3 separate regions of the Rattus norvegicus genome follow, and regions 2 and 3 are each linked to region 1. Evidence: chromatin contacts called from public Hi-C data. All regions are on one chromosome and are shown on one strand. Each heading gives the region's core, a stretch centred on a gene start, on an enhancer-like site or on the middle of the called end of the contact. The rest is flanking DNA. Distances are from core to core; before and after follow the strand shown. Region 1 holds the start of Myoz1 (myozenin 1). Region 2 holds the start of Mss51 (MSS51 mitochondrial translational activator). Region 3 overlaps Cfap70 (cilia and flagella associated protein 70).

Region 1 (2,700 bases), core at 181-2,680:
GGAGGAGACAGGGTTTCTTAGCCCTGACTATCCTGGAACTCACTTTGTAGACCTGGCTGGCCTCCAACTCTCAGAGATCCACTTGCCTCTGCTTCCCAAGTGCTGAGATTAAAGGCATGTGCCACCACACCAGGCCTTGTTTTGTTTTGCAAGACAAGGTTTGTCTGTGTAGCCCTGGCTGTCTTGGAACTGACTCTGTACAGCAGCAGGCTAGCCTGGAACTCAGGGATCCACTGTCTCTACCTCTCAAGTGTTGGGATTAAAGGTATGCACCACCATGCCTGGCATAGTTAAAAATTCTTTTTATAATTATTTAATTTATATAAGTACACTGTAGCTGGGTTTTTTTTTAAGATTTATTTATTTATTTGATTAAGAATACCAGAAGAGGGCACCAGATCTCATTATAGATGGTTGTGAGCCACCATGTGGTTACTGGGATTTGAACTCAGGACCTTTGGAAGACCACACAGTGCTCTTAACCGCTGAGCCATCTCTCCAGCCCACTGTAGCTGTTTTGAGACACACCAGAAGAGGGTATCAGACCCCATTACAGATGGTTGTGAGCCACCATGTCCTTGCTGGGAATTGAACTCAGAACCTCTGGAAGAGCAGTAAGTGCTCTTAACCCACTGAGCCATCTCTCCAGCCCCATAAAATTATTTTGTTGCTACCTCCTAACTTATTTTGCTACTGTTATGAATTGTAATGTAAATATCTGATATCTGACCCTGTGAAAGGGTTGTCCAGCCCTAGAAGGTCAGGCCCCGCATGTTGAGAACAGCTGTACTGAGAGGAAAGACAAGGAGTGGGGTTAATAGGCTTCCATCACATCATCTGCACTGGGGTTGACTAAGGTGGCCCCTCACCAGGTCAAGATCTAACGCTCTCAGACAGAAAGTCGACCTATTCGGGAAGTTTAGAAGCAATGCCGCTGTGAAAATTTCCATCTTATCTTCAGTGTAGGGCCTCAATCCCTCCCAGCTCTGAATACACTCATGGGTCCCTCCAGCCCCGGTCTGGAATGGCCTGAGTGGCCCACAAATCATGTTTTCTGTTTCGTTTTTTGTTTTTCCCTATACCTACTCTTAATTCTTACCCAGCACTAACTGTCTGCTCCCTTTCTTTCTGCCTCTGCTGTCCATTGCCTCCTGAGATGCTTCTTTGGATCTCAAGGCAAAGGGGAAGAAGCACACCGCTTCGGCTGACTGAACCCTGGTCAGACGGTCTGCTGGGAATTTTCATAGGCCTTCCCTCTTCCTGAACCTCAGGCAAGGAGGGCAGGATCCCGGCTCAGGGTCTCAGTGCCCCCGTTTGTGCCATTTGAGCTGCTTGTGCTCATCGACTCTATTAATAACCACCCCCCTCCCTCCCTCCCTCCCCCACTGCCAGGGCTGCCCCTACGCTTGCCCAGCTCAGGTTCTCCAGTCACAGCAGCTCAGTCATCCAAAGCTGCTGGACCCCAGGGAGAGCTGACCACCAACTGAGAGGCTGGTAAGTCTGTGGTTCTACCACAGGAAGGGGCTGGAGCCCACTTTTGTGACCTCCATGTTTGCAATCGTGATTCTTCGTCCTCAGGGAGTGGTCTCTCTTCTCATCTCTGCTCAGCTGCTGGTGGTCCAGTTGGAGCTGCAGAGTTGGAAAGAAAGGGACCTGAGGAGTTGGGAGGAATTAAGATGTGTGGGGAGGTACCTGACAGATGGGGAGGGGTAGTTTGAGATGCCACTAGGTTGGTAGAGTGTCGTTGTGTTTGTGTGACAGAACACCACAGAAAACAGCAGGACTGTTAGGGAGAGACTGGACTGTGTGTCTTTTTCTACCTTGTCCCCACCCACAGCCAGATCTCATTCCTGTGTTTCTGTCCTCCTACAATTCTCTACCCCCATGCATGATATTGCTGAGCTGACATCTGTCCCAGCTCAAACGCCCTCAGCTTGCTCTCAGGCCCAGCTCTGCAGCTTGGGGTAGGAGTTGCCTGAAGAAGCAAGGAACACACCCATGACCTCTCGGGCCATGTTCCAGTTGGCTTCCTGGAAGAACAGCTTCTCCTTCCTATGGAGAAGGGTTTGGCTGAGTCTCCTCAATACTAGCAGAACATTTCTCTACCCCCTTAGACCTTGATGGAAGCCTGAGCAGGAGACCAGAGTCTGGAGCCATAGTTGTAGCCTGCTATCCCAACACAAACAAGGACTTTAAATCATGCCAGGCCCAAGAAGCCTGAGTGCATTGCTTTGCCAGTGTTGTATTTGAACCCCCTTCGGCCATAGCTGTGTTTCCGATGCCCATACAGGAGTTATGGAAAGCGAACATAGCCGGTCGGTAAGACGTAAGGAAAGGGGTGCAGTTCCGCCTCCTGTCCTGCTTCCAAAGAAAACAGAAGTCTTGGCCGTTTACCTTCTGGGGATACAGATCACTGTGAAAACACATGCACGCATGCAAACATGAACACATGGGAAAAACTCTGAAGAAAATTTGTCCTCGACCCCAAGTTAAGTAGTTCACTGTAGTGAACATGCTTGTTTTCCCCTTTCCTGTCTTTTTTCAAGCCTGCTTCCTGCTCCTTCCAGGTCAAATCCCCCTCCACCATGCCGCTCTCGGGAACCCCGGCCCCTAACAAGAGGAGGAAGTCAAGCAAACTGATTATGGAGCTCACTGGAGGTAGGGCGTGCTTGAGCGCCCAAATGTAGGATTTTTAAGAGC
Region 2 (2,700 bases), core at 10-2,509, 160 kb after region 1:
ATTCAGCCTCGCGGACGGCTGTCATTTCATTTTGAAGTTCCTTTTGTTTGAAGTTGACCTGAAATCTTTATCACAGTAATAAACTCTTTAATCGGTTTTTTAATATTATAACTGATTCCCTTTGTTTACAGTTACTCTATATGGCATTGTGCAATGTTTCATTGACTCCTTGTTTATTGTTCCTGTTTTCTATTCTTTGGAATCCTTTCTTGGTGACAGAATTTTGTAAAATTGTATACTACCTTCGAGGACCCCCATTGTCAGAAGTTCTATTTTCCAGAGTCAGGTAAGTGTGACAGCTGAGGTCAAATGCAAGTTAAAACAAAAAAAGTGGGGAGGGGGAGGAGGTGCCGGATCTCTGTCCAGATGTCAGCTGTTAGGTTCTCCAGCTCCATAGTTACAAGTGGAAAGGAGTTAGGAAGTGTGATGGAACCTTCTGTAGCAGCAGCATCCGTTACCAGGAGTGAAAAGATAATCGTTTTCCATCCCTATAAATAGTACGTACTTTTACTCAGTAGCTTAAAATTGGTCTCAGTTATTTTGATATTTCAGAAGCATTTCTTTCTTTTGAAACCGTCATGTAGAATGTCCTTTGAGAATACCTTATGTACCGGTGAAGTGATTGGTTTTTTGTTTTTTTTTTTACAAAGTAGTTCTTTTTTTTTTTTTTTTCTATAGTTGAGTTCCTTGCACCATTAAATGCCACTCTTCTGCCTTTTGGGGGGTAATTATATTTGTACTTGATCCTAGTTTGGACATTGTTGGATTCTATTTGACAAGTGTGTGAAGCTAAAAAGTTCTCAAGTGTGGAGAACTCGTCCTGTGTCTAGATTGACGTCCACATTTTCCAGTGGTTCCTTTCCTCTGGTTTGGTGTCTGTCTTTCCAGCGAAATACTGATTCCCTAATTAATCCCAAGGGGTTTCCCCCTCCTAATGAAGCTGTAAAGTGAGAGCAGAAATGCTGCCTTGAGAGACATCCAGGAAATGGTAGGTTTCATCTTTCCTTGGCTTGCCTGGCTTCGGTGAGCTGAGTGTTGACACAGTCTTGAGCCCTCTTGGCAGAGGATAAGGGTCAGAGAGAAAACTCAAGCAGGTGTCCTGGTCCTGGCTTGTCTCGTTAGGGAGAATTCATCCCTGTCTGTCTGGTTGGCAGGGCACATGTTAGTCACCGAGACCCAGCATTTCAGCAGTTTGCAGAAGAAGTGATTTGAATGGACAGCTGCAAGTGAGACAGCCTAGACCTGAAGAGATGAAACACTCACTTCACTTGGAGGAAAGAAGGAAGCAAGCCTAGGGCTTAACAGGTAAGTTACTTTCCCATCAATCTGTCGACTTAGTTCATTTTATAATTCTGTAAAGTATTTATCACTTGAGGGAGTGTTAATCACTGACTAAGCAGCTAATGTGGTCAGAGTAGCAGTTTCTCAATGTACTCGATCCCCACCCCTACCTTCTCCCCACATTGGGGGTTTTCTTTGGTTTTTGAGACACTCTCCAGACTGCCTCAGCTTCCCGAGTCCCGGAACAAGTGCTCATTACCATTGCCAACCTTCTCCTACCCTGTTCAAGGATCCAAGTGACCAGTTCTGCTTCCCCATGTCTTCCTTCCACCATCCAAAAGATGTTTTGTTTTTGCTGATGGATTTGAGAAACTGCAGTCTGGAGACAGTGCGATGTGGCTGTATCTTATGTGAAATACAGGACTTTGTTAATGAGGAAGGGGAAAGAGGGAAATGTGCTGTTCCGCATAGGTGAATGTTTTCGGTTAGGCTTTGGAGATAAGGGTAAGAGTGTTTGCTCTAAGTCATCAGGGATGGCTTGAGGTAGGCTGAATTCTCTGGAGTTCTGAGTGCTTACCAAAGCTCTTTCTGGTTTCACCCTTCCATGTCCTCTGGGTCTCCCCTTTCCCCCTTTGCTTTTTCTCAGTTTGTACCCCTTGAAACTTAGAGGAGCTTGGGATTCTGGGAAAGCTAAATCAGGGTGTGGGTCTGTGATAGGCATATTCAGAATCGATTGTGCGTACATGCGTTCTCGTGCACACACACACACACACACACACACACACACACACGCACACACACACACGTATAAAACCTGACTTGTCATTCCTATAATCTCACCTTCCTGTCAGCAAGCTGGTAGTCATAACTTAGGTCATCAGTATGCTCTGAATATAGAGCAGTTTGTGATATTAGGGACTCACCAGAACCTCCTTTTCCTTCAAGTGGTGCACTGCTCTTGATTTCTGTCTGGTTATATCCTGCTCTCCTAAATACACCGAAGTTTATGGCCCACCTTCAGCTACACAGTTCAGGGCCTGCCTGGACTAATCAAACCCTGTCTCTAAATAAACAAAAGTGATGGTCGGTGGACTGGGAGTTTTGCTTAGTGGCAGACTACTTGTTACAGGCCTAGCATCATGGAAGGAAGGATAAATTAGAGGCACAACCAAGTCAGTTCTTGGAAATGGGGCGCAGAAGTATGAAGACAGAGAATCTTCTCTTTGGAACAGTAGGTCCATGTCCTTACTGGTGTTAGGGACAGAGGGTACAGAGAGCTTTTGCCTTCAAGTTTGAAGTGGACATTGACTCAGAGGTTGACAAGAGAGAGAGAAAGGTCGATAAAAATGCAAGGATGAGAAGAAAGAAAGTGCAAGAGAAAAACAGGAGTTGATTCCTCCCCTAACTTCAGGCCATGGA
Region 3 (2,700 bases), core at 152-2,651, 230 kb after region 1:
TGAGCTAAATCCCCAACCCCTCAGCTCTGGCTTTTTAAAAACATTAATTTTTTCCCAGAATAGTTTAACATTTATTTTTTTAAAAATTGGGCAGATATTTCAGAGGTCTACCTGGTCACATGTAATTCCTTTCACATGCTGATGGACTTGATTTTGCTGAGGATAAACTGTTGCTCACGTTAATTTGAGCACATACTAATCCATTAGATCAATTAAGAATAAGACAAAGTGGGGTTGGGGATTTAGCTCAGTGGTAGAGCGCTTGCCTAGCAAGCGCAAGGCCCTGGGTTTGGTCCCCAGCTCCGAAAAAAAAGAAAAAAAAGAAAAAAAAAAGAATAAGACAAAGTTTTAGTTGTTTTACTTTAATTAAATGTTTGGGCGTTTTCCTCGTGTTCTATGGATTTGAACTTACGACTCAGTATTTTGTTTCTCTGTAACCTTTAGCACTTTCTGTCTGCTCATTAACACACATGTAGAGCCTTTCCTCACCGGTCAGGGCTGCTGGCTGGTTTCCTGTCTGAGAAAAAAACGTTACTTCTCCTTTTGCAGGGCAGCTGTAGTGAGACTGGTTAGTGGGCACGTTTGGTGAGGTGTAACGACACAGTGGAAGCTTCAGGAGTGCAGGACCTGCCACTCATCCAGGGTCCATGATCGGAGATAATTTAACCTCACGGAACTTGATCTGTGAGCTCGAGACCAGCCTGTTCTACCCAGAAAGTTCCAGGTCAACCAGGGCTACATAGTGAGATCCTGCCTCAAACAAACAAACAAACAAACAAACAAACAAACAACACTGGCCACTGGGGAGTATTTCAAACCATTTACTCTCCATCCCTCCTTGAAGCATGAGGTTTCCCTCCTGCAGGGCGCCGACCCTTAGAACAGGTAGCCCTTATATCTGGGTTCCCTGGAAATTTTCAACTCTTAGTTTCAAAAAATTTGTCAAAATTTAGTTTTTATTTCCTGGTACTATACTGGCCAATTTTCAGTGTTTTGTTTATTTAGATAGGATCTCCCTGTGTAGATGAGGCTAGGCTGTCTGAAATCCAGCTCCTGTCCAGCAGTGCTAAGATTAAAGGCATGCACCACCACCCCACACCTCCCCGGTGTTTGTTTGGTTTTGAGACAGGGCCTTGCTATGTATCCCAGACTGGCCTGGAGCTCACTGTGCAGCCCTCAAACTTGTGATCCTCTTGTGTTAGCCTCCTGTTGAGCTTAGGTTGCCATATGGCACTTAAAGATGTATTTTTTGAGATTGTTAGCATTTTAAAAATTATTTTTATAAATCTATAAACCTAGGAAGGTTTTCTAAAAATCAACCAGCTGGGCTGGAGAAGTGGTTGAGCTATTATGACTGTCTGTGCTGCCAGGGGACACTGGATCAGTTCTACCACCCACATCAGACAGCTTGAAAGTGCCAGGAGCTCCAGACTTAGGGCATTCAGTGCCACCCCCAGGCACTGCACTGACATGCACAGAAACATGCATATACATGCACATGATTCAAAATAATAAAACAATTTAAATCAGCAGTGTAGGCAGGCATGGTGGTGGGCATCTCTAATCAGGTTTCCAGGAGCTTAAAATAGAAGGGTTCTAAGTTTGAAACCAAGCGGGGCTATCCTAGTCTCTCAAACAAACATAAACCCGTCTGCCTATTAAGACAGACATTCTCTGTCTCTCTGTCCTTGTCTTTGTGTGTCTCTCATGCACATACTCACACACACACACACACACACACACACACACACACCCCACACGTATTCCATTACTTTCTAGAGAAACACTCACTTGACCAACTGGGCCATATCCCCAGCTCATTTTACTCATAATTTCCTAGAAAAGAATGTTTCCTTTTAAGCTGTGCCATTTGCGTTTGCAGATAGTGCTGATGGTCTGATTTTTAATTTGCAGTTTTCAGAAGCGAATTGCTGATTGCCGACTCTGGCCCGTGGAGATCACAAGAGTGCCTTTGATCGTTGTACCCAAAGCCAAGCCAGGCAAACTTGAGAAGGTAAACATGTGGATCCCTAAAATAAAACGATAGGGTGTGGTGGCTTCTGCCATGGTTCCCGGCACTGGGAGACTGAGACAAGGATCATATTAGATCCGGAGTTGGAGAGCAGCCTAGACACAGAGCCTTCCCCTCAAGTTTTATAATTAGAAGTGACCTATCAAGTCAAATCTGTTATTCTGTGTCTAATCCAGTTTTATGTGGCTGTTTCCCCTATGTGACCCATTTGTGGTTCTTTGCCTAGGACTTTTTTGGGGTCCTGATGTACTGACCGCTCAGTTCCCAGGGAACCCAGGATGATTGGTTGGCCACAGAAGTCCCCTGTTGCTCAGTATTTTCAGATACTGATTTCCCCTGACCCTGCCTTATTGTCTTACCAGAGGTACCATAAGAAACAATCATTTTTATCTAGGTCAAAATGAGTGATTCAGCTCAATCTAATTAACTTAGGCTTACCTGCAGATGTGCTAGACTGCATGTTACTGTAATAGGATTAATAGATTAAACCAAGGCTTTGGAAAGACAGGGTTTTGTGAGCCTGGAACATGTTCCATATTGCTTTCCCTGTCTATGTTGCACCCTTACTCCTTGTGTATAAATTCCATGAGGGTAAGGGTCATTCAGTCTTTTATTGTCCGCTTTTATAGTCTGCACAAACCTAGCACATCACACAACTCACAGCCAGC

What was found. Hi-C and Micro-C count contacts between places; a contact is called where the count stands out from the background.
Region 2: a Hi-C map of psoas muscle shows a contact between it and region 1, with 2.7 times the contacts expected there. The contact joins the promoter of Mss51 here to the promoter of Myoz1 in region 1. A contact is called at or near these places in 3 of 12 Hi-C or Micro-C datasets (Schwann cells, hepatocytes and psoas muscle).
Region 3: a Hi-C map of psoas muscle shows a contact between it and region 1, with 3 times the contacts expected there. The contact joins the enhancer-like site here to the promoter of Myoz1 in region 1. A contact is called at or near these places in 2 of 12 Hi-C or Micro-C datasets (mammary epithelial cells and psoas muscle).

What each region holds. Positions count from the first base shown.
Region 1 is chr15:3,692,183-3,694,882 of GRCr8, forward strand. Myoz1 (myozenin 1) reads left to right here and starts at 1,431. Exons shown (of 6, transcript NM_001109097.1): 1 at 1,431-1,494; 2 at 2,568-2,658. The coding sequence starts at 2,586.
Region 2 is chr15:3,855,485-3,858,184 of GRCr8, forward strand. It overlaps Mss51 (MSS51 mitochondrial translational activator), which reads left to right and starts at 1,260. Exons shown (of 7, transcript NM_001106025.1): 1 at 1,260-1,305. LOC102554047 (60S ribosomal protein L15-like) reads right to left here. Exons shown (of 1, transcript XM_039093719.2): 1 at 1,295-2,700.
Region 3 is chr15:3,922,865-3,925,564 of GRCr8, forward strand. Cfap70 (cilia and flagella associated protein 70) reads left to right here. Exons shown (of 29, transcript NM_001108370.2): 9 at 1,915-2,014. Among named protein-coding and RNA genes, the nearest start is that of Cfap70, 22 kb to the left of the region's middle. Within about 2 kb of position 1,402, at least 3 of the 93 cell types and tissues checked have an H3K27ac peak or open chromatin away from gene starts, as enhancers often do.